Regions from separate parts of the Anser cygnoides genome. Here region 2 is linked to region 1. Evidence: chromatin contacts called from public Hi-C data. All regions are on one chromosome and are shown on one strand. The core of a region is the stretch at or near the end of the contact, and the rest is flanking DNA. Distances in the headings are between cores, read along the strand shown. Region 1 overlaps UIMC1 (ubiquitin interaction motif containing 1). Region 2 holds the start of FGFR4 (fibroblast growth factor receptor 4).

The links. Hi-C and Micro-C count contacts between places; a contact is called where the count stands out from the background.
Region 2: a Hi-C map of liver shows a contact between it and region 1, with 17 times the contacts expected there. The contact joins the promoter of FGFR4 here to the enhancer-like site in region 1. A contact is called at or near these places in 2 of 7 Hi-C or Micro-C datasets (both in liver).

The regions. Positions count from the first base shown.
Region 1 is chr14:9,275,218-9,280,125 of Taihu_goose_T2T_genome, forward strand. It overlaps UIMC1 (ubiquitin interaction motif containing 1), which reads right to left. Exons shown (of 13, transcript XM_067005403.1): 5 at 3,701-4,852; 6 at 234-298. Among named protein-coding and RNA genes, the nearest start is that of HK3, 19 kb to the left of the region's middle. Within about 2 kb of position 2,199, at least 2 of the 3 cell types and tissues checked have open chromatin away from gene starts, as enhancers often do. A contact at or near this core is called in liver, where this site is marked.
Region 2 is chr14:9,307,606-9,313,071 of Taihu_goose_T2T_genome, forward strand. FGFR4 (fibroblast growth factor receptor 4) reads left to right here and starts at 3,381. Exons shown (of 18, transcript XM_067005405.1): 1 at 3,381-3,622; 2 at 4,066-4,159; 3 at 5,115-5,384. The coding sequence starts at 4,078.

The DNA of each region.
Region 1 (4,908 bases), core at 949-3,448:
TTGTGCCTCTCCTCCCTCCCTCGCTGCTCCAGAGCCGTGTATTTCCAGGGACAGGTCCGAGCAGCAGCTGCGCGCAGCCCTTCCAGCAGGACCTGCTGCTGGAGGCTCCACGGCTCCCAGGGCTTCAGCAAGCCCCACGCAGACCGTGCCCCAAACTGCTCCCGGTGAGAGGATGAGTCCACGTCCCCAGGGCGAGCCCACGGACCTGGTACACTGAATTCCCCCCTCCTCACCTCTGTGCAGTCTGCATGGGTTCCCCGTCTCCGCGTACATCCTCTGCAGACAGCACCTGGGAGGCCTGGAAAAGAAAGAGAACTCTGATATTGTATAAAGCAACACACACAGCTAACCAGGCCAGACAGGCTCTGCTGGGTCATCAAGTTCTGCGTGCAGCACGTTTTTTCTTTTTTGTTTTTTTTCCAGAAACGGCTAAGTATCTGTCCTGAACTTGTCAGCTTTTTGCCTCCATTACTCCTTTCGGTAAGGAGCTCAGCAGCGCTCTGCAACAATGCCTGGCAGTACTTTTTGCTGCCTAGCTGTATTCCTGGACATCCCGTGTCCGTCTGTTCTCAACCTTGTCCTTCACGTTCACAGTCTCTGCCTGTTCCCAGCGCCTATCCCGACGGTGGCAGCGATCACAGCCCTTGCCCAGCTCCGTTTGTGCTGAGCAGAACAACCCAGGGCTCTCAGTGTCTTCAAGCACTCCAGCAGCCCTCACCCACCCCGCTTTCAGATCCATTTGCCTGAGTTTGGATGACCTGATCAACTGGTACAGCTGCTGGTTGACCACGAGAAGTACTTTTCTGAGATTCCTACAGATAAAATCTGTTGCATTTTTCTCGGCGGGGTAATCAGCTGTCCTATCAAAGGGAGGGAACAGATTAACCTGCACAATCTGCAGCTGGTAAATCCATGTGCATTTTATCCCATTTTTCATTTACCTCTGTGACTCCACTTATTCTCTCCTTTAAAATTTGTTCAAAAGCCTTGTGCGTTGCCAAGGTCAGGCTAACATGTCAGTCATTACCCGGCTCCCTTTCTTCTTCCTCAGTGTACACATTACGCTTGCCATTCTCTAATCAGATGGAATTACAGCGGTTTATTAGCAGTCCTCGCTGGCAGGCCTGCGATTTCTCATGCCATTTCTCCAAGAAATCCAAGGGGTTTTTCTCCCTCCTCCTCTCAGGGTTTGATTTCTTCCATAGGTTTCAACTTCGATCAGCCCCAGTACTAGATGGCTGCTGCGCTTCCCCAGCAAGCCCCAACGCAAAGCCTCTTGCCAGATTTCCCTAAAGTGACTCCAGCCCCAAAATATTCTGTTTCATCTACACTGTTCTTTATTTCTTCACAGCCTAACACATCATTAACATAAAATACCACACCTCCTCCTTTACTTTGTGTTGTTGTCGTCGTTGAACTGCACGGATCTGAAGAACCACAAACCCTGCTCACAAACACCGTGCCACAATCCCGTTTTTCCTCCTGTATATGTTTTAAGGTACGGCACTAATTCAGGTCACCGGATTCTAATTCTCCAGAATTGGGTCGTTTTCTTCTGAATCTTTTAAGAGGCCACGAGTCCCCTGACCTTGTTTGAAAGGCTACGAAGGAATTTATGCTATTGGCACTGAGGTTTGTCAGGGCAGGTTCGCGGGCCAGGAGATGTCTCGAAGACGACGACCGCTCAGGTTGCCCATTGCCGTGGTGGAAGGTCGCTGCCCACTGCAGGCGAGGGGTTTCAGAGCAGGGCTACAGACCTCGCTGGCACACCACGAGGCTTTTTCAAGGGCAGCTGTGAGCCCGCAGGGATGGTTTCTGGCCTCGGCACAGCCCCAGACCTCCCACTGTCCCCACCGGCAAAGCAGCCCCTGGCGGCACTGGGACCGAGCCACGCAGCACATCGGGGACAGCGCTGCCCTGTGCCTGTCCTTCGTCACCGCCGGTGGAATTGTATTTGATAGAGGGAAAAAAATGGAGGCAAGGCACAAGCAAACATCAAACATATCGATCCTGCAAGTAAATCACCTGCGCTGGCCTCAGCATGCGACTGCGCAGAGAGGCGAAAGGAGAAGGGAGCAACCTCTCGAGCCAGGAGCGATAAGGCAGATGAAAGGTATTTAGAAATCCTTTTCTCTCCTGTAAATAGAAGACTGGCAAATTTTTGCCCGGGGTTGAAATTTTCAAGCTTGCTCCTCCCCTTGGTTTTTCACCTTAAAAATATCAGGAAGACTAAATCTCCATACACTTACAGCTCCTTAGGAGAGCTCTTGTGGTCAGGATGAGTACATTACAAGTTCCCACTCAGCACCACTAAAACCACTTTCTCCCCAAGAATTAATTAAGCATTAGCATTACACGGATAATAAGAGAAAAAAACACTCATATTTTTCAATACTAATTAAAAGTTCATGCCCCTCCCAGCTGCTGTAGCTTCCCCAGGGTTTTAGCGCACACAGCCGTAGATCTGCAGCCACCCCAATCTGCCGGAGCACCAAGACTTCAATTTCCAAAGAAAAAGACAGGGAGGGGAAAAAAAAAAGAAAAACACAGTTTGCCTTAAGAACCCTTCAGATCGTTTGTAACCATCCAAAAGAAATGAAAAAGGCGCAAGTCTGCCTCTTTCCTCTGCAGGTCACCTCTAAGGCTTGTTTAAATCTGTATCCGCTAAACCCAGCCAAAGCACTGTCACGACAAGTCACTTTTCAGCACAGGCTGCTCTGCACTTTTTCTGCAACCAGAAAATGCAGACATGACGTTTTTCTTAAGTGTTCAATATTACAAGACAGAATATAAATATCACAAAACAAGTTAAGTATCTTTCTAACACCAGGGTAAATGATCAAATACACTTGAAAACAGGAACAACAGAGCCGAGGCTTCAGTCATAGAGAAGATAAAGTTATACAATGATCCGGGAGTGAAGTCATTATGAAAAATGAGGGTTGGAAAAGGCTGACACAAACCTAAAATACAGCAGTAATAAATACTTCATCTGACTAGCAATCTGTTTAAACTTAGCAGTGACAGAAAGCTGCCTTCCGCTCCAGCGAGAGAGCCCTGACAGAGACAGAGGCTGACACCTAGCGTCTACCAGACCCAACAAGCAGGCACGGACAGAAGGTGCCGAGGCACGGGAGCAAGGACAGCGAGCGCTGCTGCCGCGACAGATCACCCCAGGCAGGCAGAACACACGTGCATGCGTGCCCAGCCCGTCACAGCTGCAACCAGAGCACCACGAGGGAAAAGAGCACCCGCAGGAGCGAAGCACTCACAAAACGGGGAGGCAAAAAGGAAAGGCCGCAGTGCAAGGAAAGCAGCCACGTTTCTGTCTGCGGAGGAAAACACAGAGCTCCTCACGCGGCCACAGGTTTCTAAGCTGGTTTGCCAGAGCGTTGTCTCGGTGCCCTGACGCCCTGCCAGGCTACACCCCTCTGAGAAGGAAGTGTCAGCTGGAAGTCTTTATCTCAGTGGTGCAGTGATGGACAGCTGCCAGGCTGCATGATGCCCCCACCACTTCTGAGCCGGGAAATCAGCCTGCAGGCTTTTCCTCTCCCTTTCACGGCAAGCTGGGTGGCTGGGGGAGGCAGCCCCTAAATTTAAGAGGAATGCTTATCAGCGGCGCCTGCTTTGCAGAAGGGACTGAATCCTAAAATGGAGGGAAGAGCACGACTGCTGAACCGCTGCTCATCAGAGCTCTTACCTGGCAGTAGCTCGTGGTCGGTTCGTCATCGGAAGTGGAGTTCTTCTCTTCTTCCATGTTGTGCCCTGGACTCTCTGCCTCCCTCCTCTTCGAAGGGAGGAGCCAGGTGATGCTCTCGCACTCCTTCTGCATGTCTGGGTCTCCATCTTCAGTATCATCAGCGACCCCATTCTCTCTACCTATCTGCTCTCCCTTCCCAAGCTCGTTTAGGCTCAAGGAAGAAGAACTGGGCACGACCGGGTTACCAAACTCCTTCTTATGCAACAGCTGCCTCTGAGCCTGCTTCAGGCTCTTCTGGTACACCTCCAGCTGGCACAAGATGACTTTGGTGTACTGGTTGGGGTCCACCCCCTTGGGGCAGAAGGGGATGCCCCAGTAATAGTGTACTGTGTCTCTCGCCTCCTCCTGCTTGTGCTTCTCCTCCGCCACATTTGGCATGCAAACCTCAGGGGAACTGTCAGGCACCTCCTTCTGCTCTGTGGAAGCACAGGCTCCGGCAGCGTGCCTGGGCTGTGAGGTGTGTTTGGGACCTGCCCCTCCACCGCTCCTCCTGGGACTGCCACCCTCCTCCACGGCCCAGCTCTTCCAGAGGGTGCCCGAGCTCCCAGCGCCGGCCTCTCCCGCAGAAAGGCCAGTGCAGGGCAGGGGCTGCTCTTTTGGTTCGTGGCCTGCTGCTTTGGAAGAGCCGGAGGGGCTTGTGAACAGTCTCCGAGGTGTCAGTTGCCAGGAGCCTGAAGTCACCCTGCCAAAGACGGGACTCAGAGACGTGAGGTCCTCTCCCAGGGTGCTAGGTAACACGCTACTGGAATCGCTTTTAGGTGGCGAGGAAGGCTTTTCACTTGACCTTGTCAAAGGCTGGCTCTTCCCCGGAGACACGATTATGCTGGATACTAGTGAGCTTTCAACAATTTCCTGGCTTAACCTCCTCAACACTACGAGGGGGCTCCGGGCGACATCCATCTGTCCGTTCCCATCAGCTCTGGTGCTCTGCGAGTGGGAGCTGCACTCGGAGCGAGGGGTGTCGGGGCAAAGCGCCAGGCCTCCCAGGATCTCACCGCCTTCTTGCTCAGCGGGGTGGCTTTGGCCTTGTGCGCCCAGCGCTTCTTCAGACAGCTGTGGGGTTGCATCAGAGGACTCTGAGGGCTGACAGCTCTGAAAGACAAGAGGTTGATTCTCCGAGAGGTGCATTCCCATCAGCAGGGCATAGC
Region 2 (5,466 bases), core at 2,131-4,630, 34 kb after region 1:
GGCTGCACGCCACGGGCCGAGCCCAAGCGCCTTCCGTGCTGGCAGGCAGGCGCGGGGCACGGAGCCACCCCAGCCACATCCCCGCGGAAGCGCCGCCGTCCCCCGCCTGTGCCCAAGCCAGCTCCTTGGAGCCTGTGGGTCTGCGCAGCCGCCTCGTCCCCCGGCACAGCGCGTGGGGCTGGAACCCCGGTCCCCCCTCAGCGGGGGGGGGGGGAACGCAGCCCCCCGTCTGCAGCCCTAACCGCTGCCCTCCCTTGTGGCCCCGCTGTCTCCAGCAAGTAAATCAGGTGCAGATGTGGAGGCAGGGCCGGGCGCCTGCTTGCCATTAGGGGCTGGGATCGTGGGGGTGGCCCTGCTTCTGCCTCGCGGCACCCTGCCGTGGCCGTGTTGCTCATGGGATGAGCATCCAGTGCCTCGCGGGGGGCAGAGCTGGCGGGAAGAGCCCCCCCGTGGGCCCTGGAGGCCTGGTTTGCTCAGCCCGTGGACGGGCAGTGGCTCCCAGCCTGGTGCCTGGGGGGTCTGCAACGTGCTGCAGGGGAGCAGCGCCCATCCCGGCCCACGTACCCCATCCCTGTGCCTGGCACGGCTGCACCCCGGGATGGGCATCTCGCTGTGCTGCAGCGTGATCCCTGCTCACCCCGGCAGGGGCACAGTGCCTGATGCTGCGGGTGCTGCTGTGCCACGCCGGGGGCTCACCTGGGGCACCGCGTCCCTCACCGGCAGCCCCCGCGCCGGGCCCCGCGTTCTCACCTCCCCAAAGGGAGCAGCGGGTTCATGTTTGCCAAGTTCTGCCTGGTTAAACCTTAACCGGGCTGGGTTGCTCCATCAGTCCCTCCCTGGGGGAGATAAGGATCAGCAGGATCCCAGCGGGACCGTGCTCGGCTCCTGCTGCGGGGTGGGCAGCGGAGGGATGTGGGGGAGCGGAGGGATGCGGCCGGGCTGGGCACGGAGGCTGAGCTCCTGTCCTGGCCCCGGCTCTGCAGGGCAGGCTGCGGGGCTGGGACCCGACGTCCCACATCGCTGTGCCCTGCGTGTGGCCAGCAGCAGCGAGGTGGCTCCTGGCAAGGCTGGAGCAGGACCTGGCCCCGCCGGAGCGCCCCGCCCGGCTCAGCTGATAAGAGGCTGCGGGTTGTGGCCGTAAGGCTGCCGTGTGCCAGGGGCAGCGGGGCAGGAGGGAGCCGGGAGCCTTCGCACCGGGACGGCCTGGGGCTGGCGTGCGCCCGCCGCGTGCTCGCACGGCCCCGCTCCCTCGGCGTCCCGACCCCATGCGCATACGGGGTGCTGGGCCTGGGGAGCCTGCGCCCCAAACAACAGCCGTTCAGGAGAAGCCAAGAGAAACTTCCAGGAGGAAAGAGCCCCCCGGGCTCCGGCCCCCCCAGGAGCCACCGGCCGCGCGCGCTCATGCTGGCCGCAGGTGCGACCGCAGCAGGAACGGCGGCGAGCGCTGGGGCCAGGCACAAGGGGCGGCTGTGTTCCCGCAGCCCCGGCTGCCTTCCAAGAGCAATATTGTTGGCACCAGGCAGGCTCCCTGCGCCGGCAGCGCATACACGGGCCTTTCATGAGGGGAGCAGGGATGATTTACTGCCTGGAGGAAGGGGCAGGGGTGGGAGGATGGAGCCCCCTGCGCCCAGCCCCTCGTGCGTGCTCGCTGCCGCGGGGCCCCGCACACGAGCGAGGCCATGGGTCCGGCTCCGTGCACGCAAACAGCAAATATCACCTCTCCTGGGTCGGGTTTGGGGCAGAGCGGGTCCCCCTGCCCCATCTGTACCGTGCCCACCACCCACCTATGGGCACCCCCTCCCCGGTCACCCTGCCGTGTCCAGCTCTCTGCAGCGCGGTGCCCAGGGGGACACGCACCCCTTGCGGTGCTGCGGCTGACGGGAGCAGCCCGGGGAGCAAAGGGGGGTGCAGGGGCAGGGCTGCCCCCATGGCACGGGGAGCCGGCGCTGGCACAATCCCCCCTTGTTGAGCTGCTGGCGTGGCGGAGGCCGTGGCGGTGCTGCCGGAGGCGGGCGGCAGGCGGTGGGCCGTGCTGCCGTGAAGGGCTTTTTGTTTGCCTTCAGTTGCTGTTATAAATCAAGCGAGGCAGCCCGAGCCCCCAGCCCCACAGCAGGGAGGGGAGCAGCTCCCTGCCGCCCGCAGCCCGTGCCCCCCCCACCCGGTCTCTGCGGGGATGCCCAGCGTGGCACGGGGCGAGCTGCCAGCGCGGGTCCCCTCGTCCTGCTCCTATCTGCCCGCCCTGCTCTGTCCCCGCTGCAGGGACCTGGATGGGGTTTAGGGTCTCTGTGCCCATCCCAGGCTCTGGGTCCCGTGGGCTCCCGGCTCTCCTCCAGCATTCCCAGCACTGGGAATGATCCCTTCCCACGCTCGCCCCGATCTCCCCTGGGGCTCCAGGGTTTTGTGCATCCATCCGCTGGGATCTGCTGCCCCCCAGCCCCTCCGCACCCCAGCACCCAGACCTGCCCCGAGCTGGGCTGCCTGGCACTGCCGGCTCCGCTTCGCCGAGGATTTCCCTGTCCTCCCAGTCTAGATGTGGTTTCGGTTCGAATCGAGCTGAACCCAACATTTTTTCCGTGTTTCCGGCACGCCGTGAGCTCTGCGGAGGCGGCTGCTGCCCCGTGAAATCGATGTTCCCGTCCGCTCCGCGTGCCGGCAGGAATGCACCGCGCCGAACAGCTGCCGGGGGCCGCGGGGGCTGCTCCGTGCTCCTCTGCGCCCCGGGGTGGGGGCAGCGCCCCGGGCGGGGGGCAGCGCGGGGTGGGTGACACCGCGGGTGACCGTGGCACCGCGCAGCCCTCGTGTGACACCGCCTCGTGCCGCGCTCGCTGTTCTCATGTGCTGGAGCCGTGCCCTGGCCTCGTGGCCCCGTGGGATGGGGGTGACGGGGGGGGACGGGGGGGGACGGGGGTGGCCGTGCCCCGCTCACAGCGGCACGGGGCTCGGGGCAGCGCAGCCCCACACCGAGCTGCGAAGCCCGCAGCCAGCCTGCGGCTGCGGGAGGGCTCTGGGGACCGGGGACCGGGTCCCCGTTACCGGCAGGGGATGGAGGAGGCGGCCGGGGGTCGCTCGCGGTGCCCGGGGTCCCCCCGGGGGGGTCCGGGAGGTGTTTATGGGCCGGATTAGGGCCGCCCGGGCCCCGGCTCGCAGCCCCGCGGTGTTTTTACGACGGGGCCTTATGGGCTCCTAATGGGGGTCACGCACGGCCGCTTTATGGCCCCGGCAGCGATAAGGCGGCGGCTAATTGCGGCGGCACCAATTAGCCCGCGGGTGCGCTGCCCCGCTGCCGGGAACGGCGCCCGGCAACGCTCGGGCACGGCTCGGGCTCGGTCCCGGGCTCGGTCCCGGGGGCGGGGCGGGGTCGGGGCCGCCCGCGGCGCGGTGTAACCCGAGCGCCGCCCTACAAAGTGCCCGCGCCCGCGGCGGCGGCAGAGCGCGGCCAAGGCGGCGGCGGAGCCAGCTCCAGGCCGGGGGCCGCCATGGGGACGGGGCGCTGAGCCCGGCACGGCTCGGCACGGCCCGGCCCGGCACGGCCCCGGAGGCGCCGGCGGCGGCGGCGGCGGACTTTGCCCGGGTCCTCCCCGCACCGCGCGGGCGGCTCCGCCGAGGGAGCCGCTCCCCGCCGGTAACGCCGCGACCCCCTCCCGCGACTCCCCCCCCCCTCCCCGCGATCCCTTCCCCCCCCCCCAATCCCTCCCCGCCGCCCCCATCCCTTCCCCGACCCCCATCCCTCCCCGCCGCCCCATCCGCGGGGCGCCGAGCCCGGGACCTCTCCCCGCGCCCCCCGCTCCTGCCGTCCCCTCCCCGTCCCCCCCCTCGGGTTAAGGCTACGGGCAGCCCCCCCCCCCCCCCCCCCCCCCCCATTTTTCCCAGTCCCCTCCCAGGTCCCCAAACCCCCGCAAGGTCCCTGCGGTCGCGGGGACTGGCGCTGCCCCGGTCGGGGCCGTGCCGTCGGGGCTCCGCGCAGCCCTCCGGTCCCGGCCCGGCCCGTCCCTCACCGGGTCCGGGCGCGGCCCGGCTCCCCCCGGGGGCGCGCAGCCCCCTGACCGCGCTGCCGGTGCCTTGCAGGAGGCCGGCAAGATGCGGCCGCTCTGGCACGTCCTGGCCGGGCTGCTGCTGGCGGCTCGGCCCGCCGCCTCCCGCCGTGGGGCGATGGAGACAGGTACGGGGCCGGAGGGGGGGGACTCGGGGCTCGGGAGAGGGGGCTTCGGGGTTGGGGTGGCGTCTTTGGCTCCGGCACCCCGCCGAGACCCCCGTGCTGCCCGCCGGTGGTGGGCTTGACTGGGTGCGAGAGCGGGTGGCTGGGAGGCACCTTGCACCCAGCGCGGCTGGGGTGGGATCTGCGGCCACGCTGGGGGGTTTCTGGGGCGGTGAGGCTGCTTTCGGTGGTCTTTGCGTGTTGGCTCGATGTTGGCTCGGTCCCCAAGGCCCACGGCGTGCGGGCAGCCCAGTGGCGTGGCCGGGGTTGGTGCAGCAGCGGTCAGGCGATGCTGGGCGGTTGGGTCGTTCCCGCTCTGGATGTGCACACGTGTGCTGACAGCCGCAGCGCTCGGGGCTCGGGGACGTTGCACGGGACACGCAGGCAGGGGCTGCGGGGCTGCCGTGCTCGGAGCTGCGGGGCTTTGGGTCCTGGCATCTCCTCCGCTTCGGGTCCAAGCATCACCACTCCGACGCTGTGCTGGGACAGCAAGGGCTGTCTGTACTGCGGTCTGCTCCAGGCAGACCAGAACAGAACAGAATAATTCTTTGGTGCTGGCTTTTCCAGCAGCCCTGTGGGGAGGGTGGCCAGGAGGGTTTGATGCTGAGGGCACCCGTTCCCTTCCCGTTCCCAGCGCAGCAGGATGGGCTTGGGCACCCTGTGCCTGCAGGAGTGGCCCCCCCGAAAGGAGTTTGGCATTGTGTGGCCTTGGACAGGGACACGCCAGTGCCAGGCAGCCGCTGGGGAAGCCTCGTCCCCGTGCCCGAGGGCAGAGTCCAGCCCTCGCCCGTGTCCGCAGCCGAGCACCGGGCCACGTCGTGCCGTGTGCTCCGTGCGCCGGGCGGGTGTGTGGCGGGGCCATGCTGTCGGGGGGGAGAGCACCGTGCCTGGCGCTCAGCGCGTCTCTCCTGGGCTGCAGAGCTGTTTGAGAGTCCCTTGCTGGAGTCGGAGGAGGAACATCTCCTGCTGGACCCAGGCAATGTGCTGAAGCTGTACTGCGACGCCAACCACAGCGGTGCCAGCGTGGTCTGGTACAAGGAGTCCAGGCCACTTGTCCCGGGGGGCCGCGTCCATCTCCAGCAGAGCTTGTTGGAGATCTCCGAGGTCGCCTACGAGGACTCGGGGCTCTACGTGTGCCGGGCACGGGGCACTGGGGAGATCCTGCGCAACTTCACCATCTCCGTCGTGGGTGAGAGCCCAGGGCAGCGCTGGGGGGAGCGCGCCCCCGCTTCCCTGGTCCTGCGGACGGGGGCATCCCTCACAACCTGCCT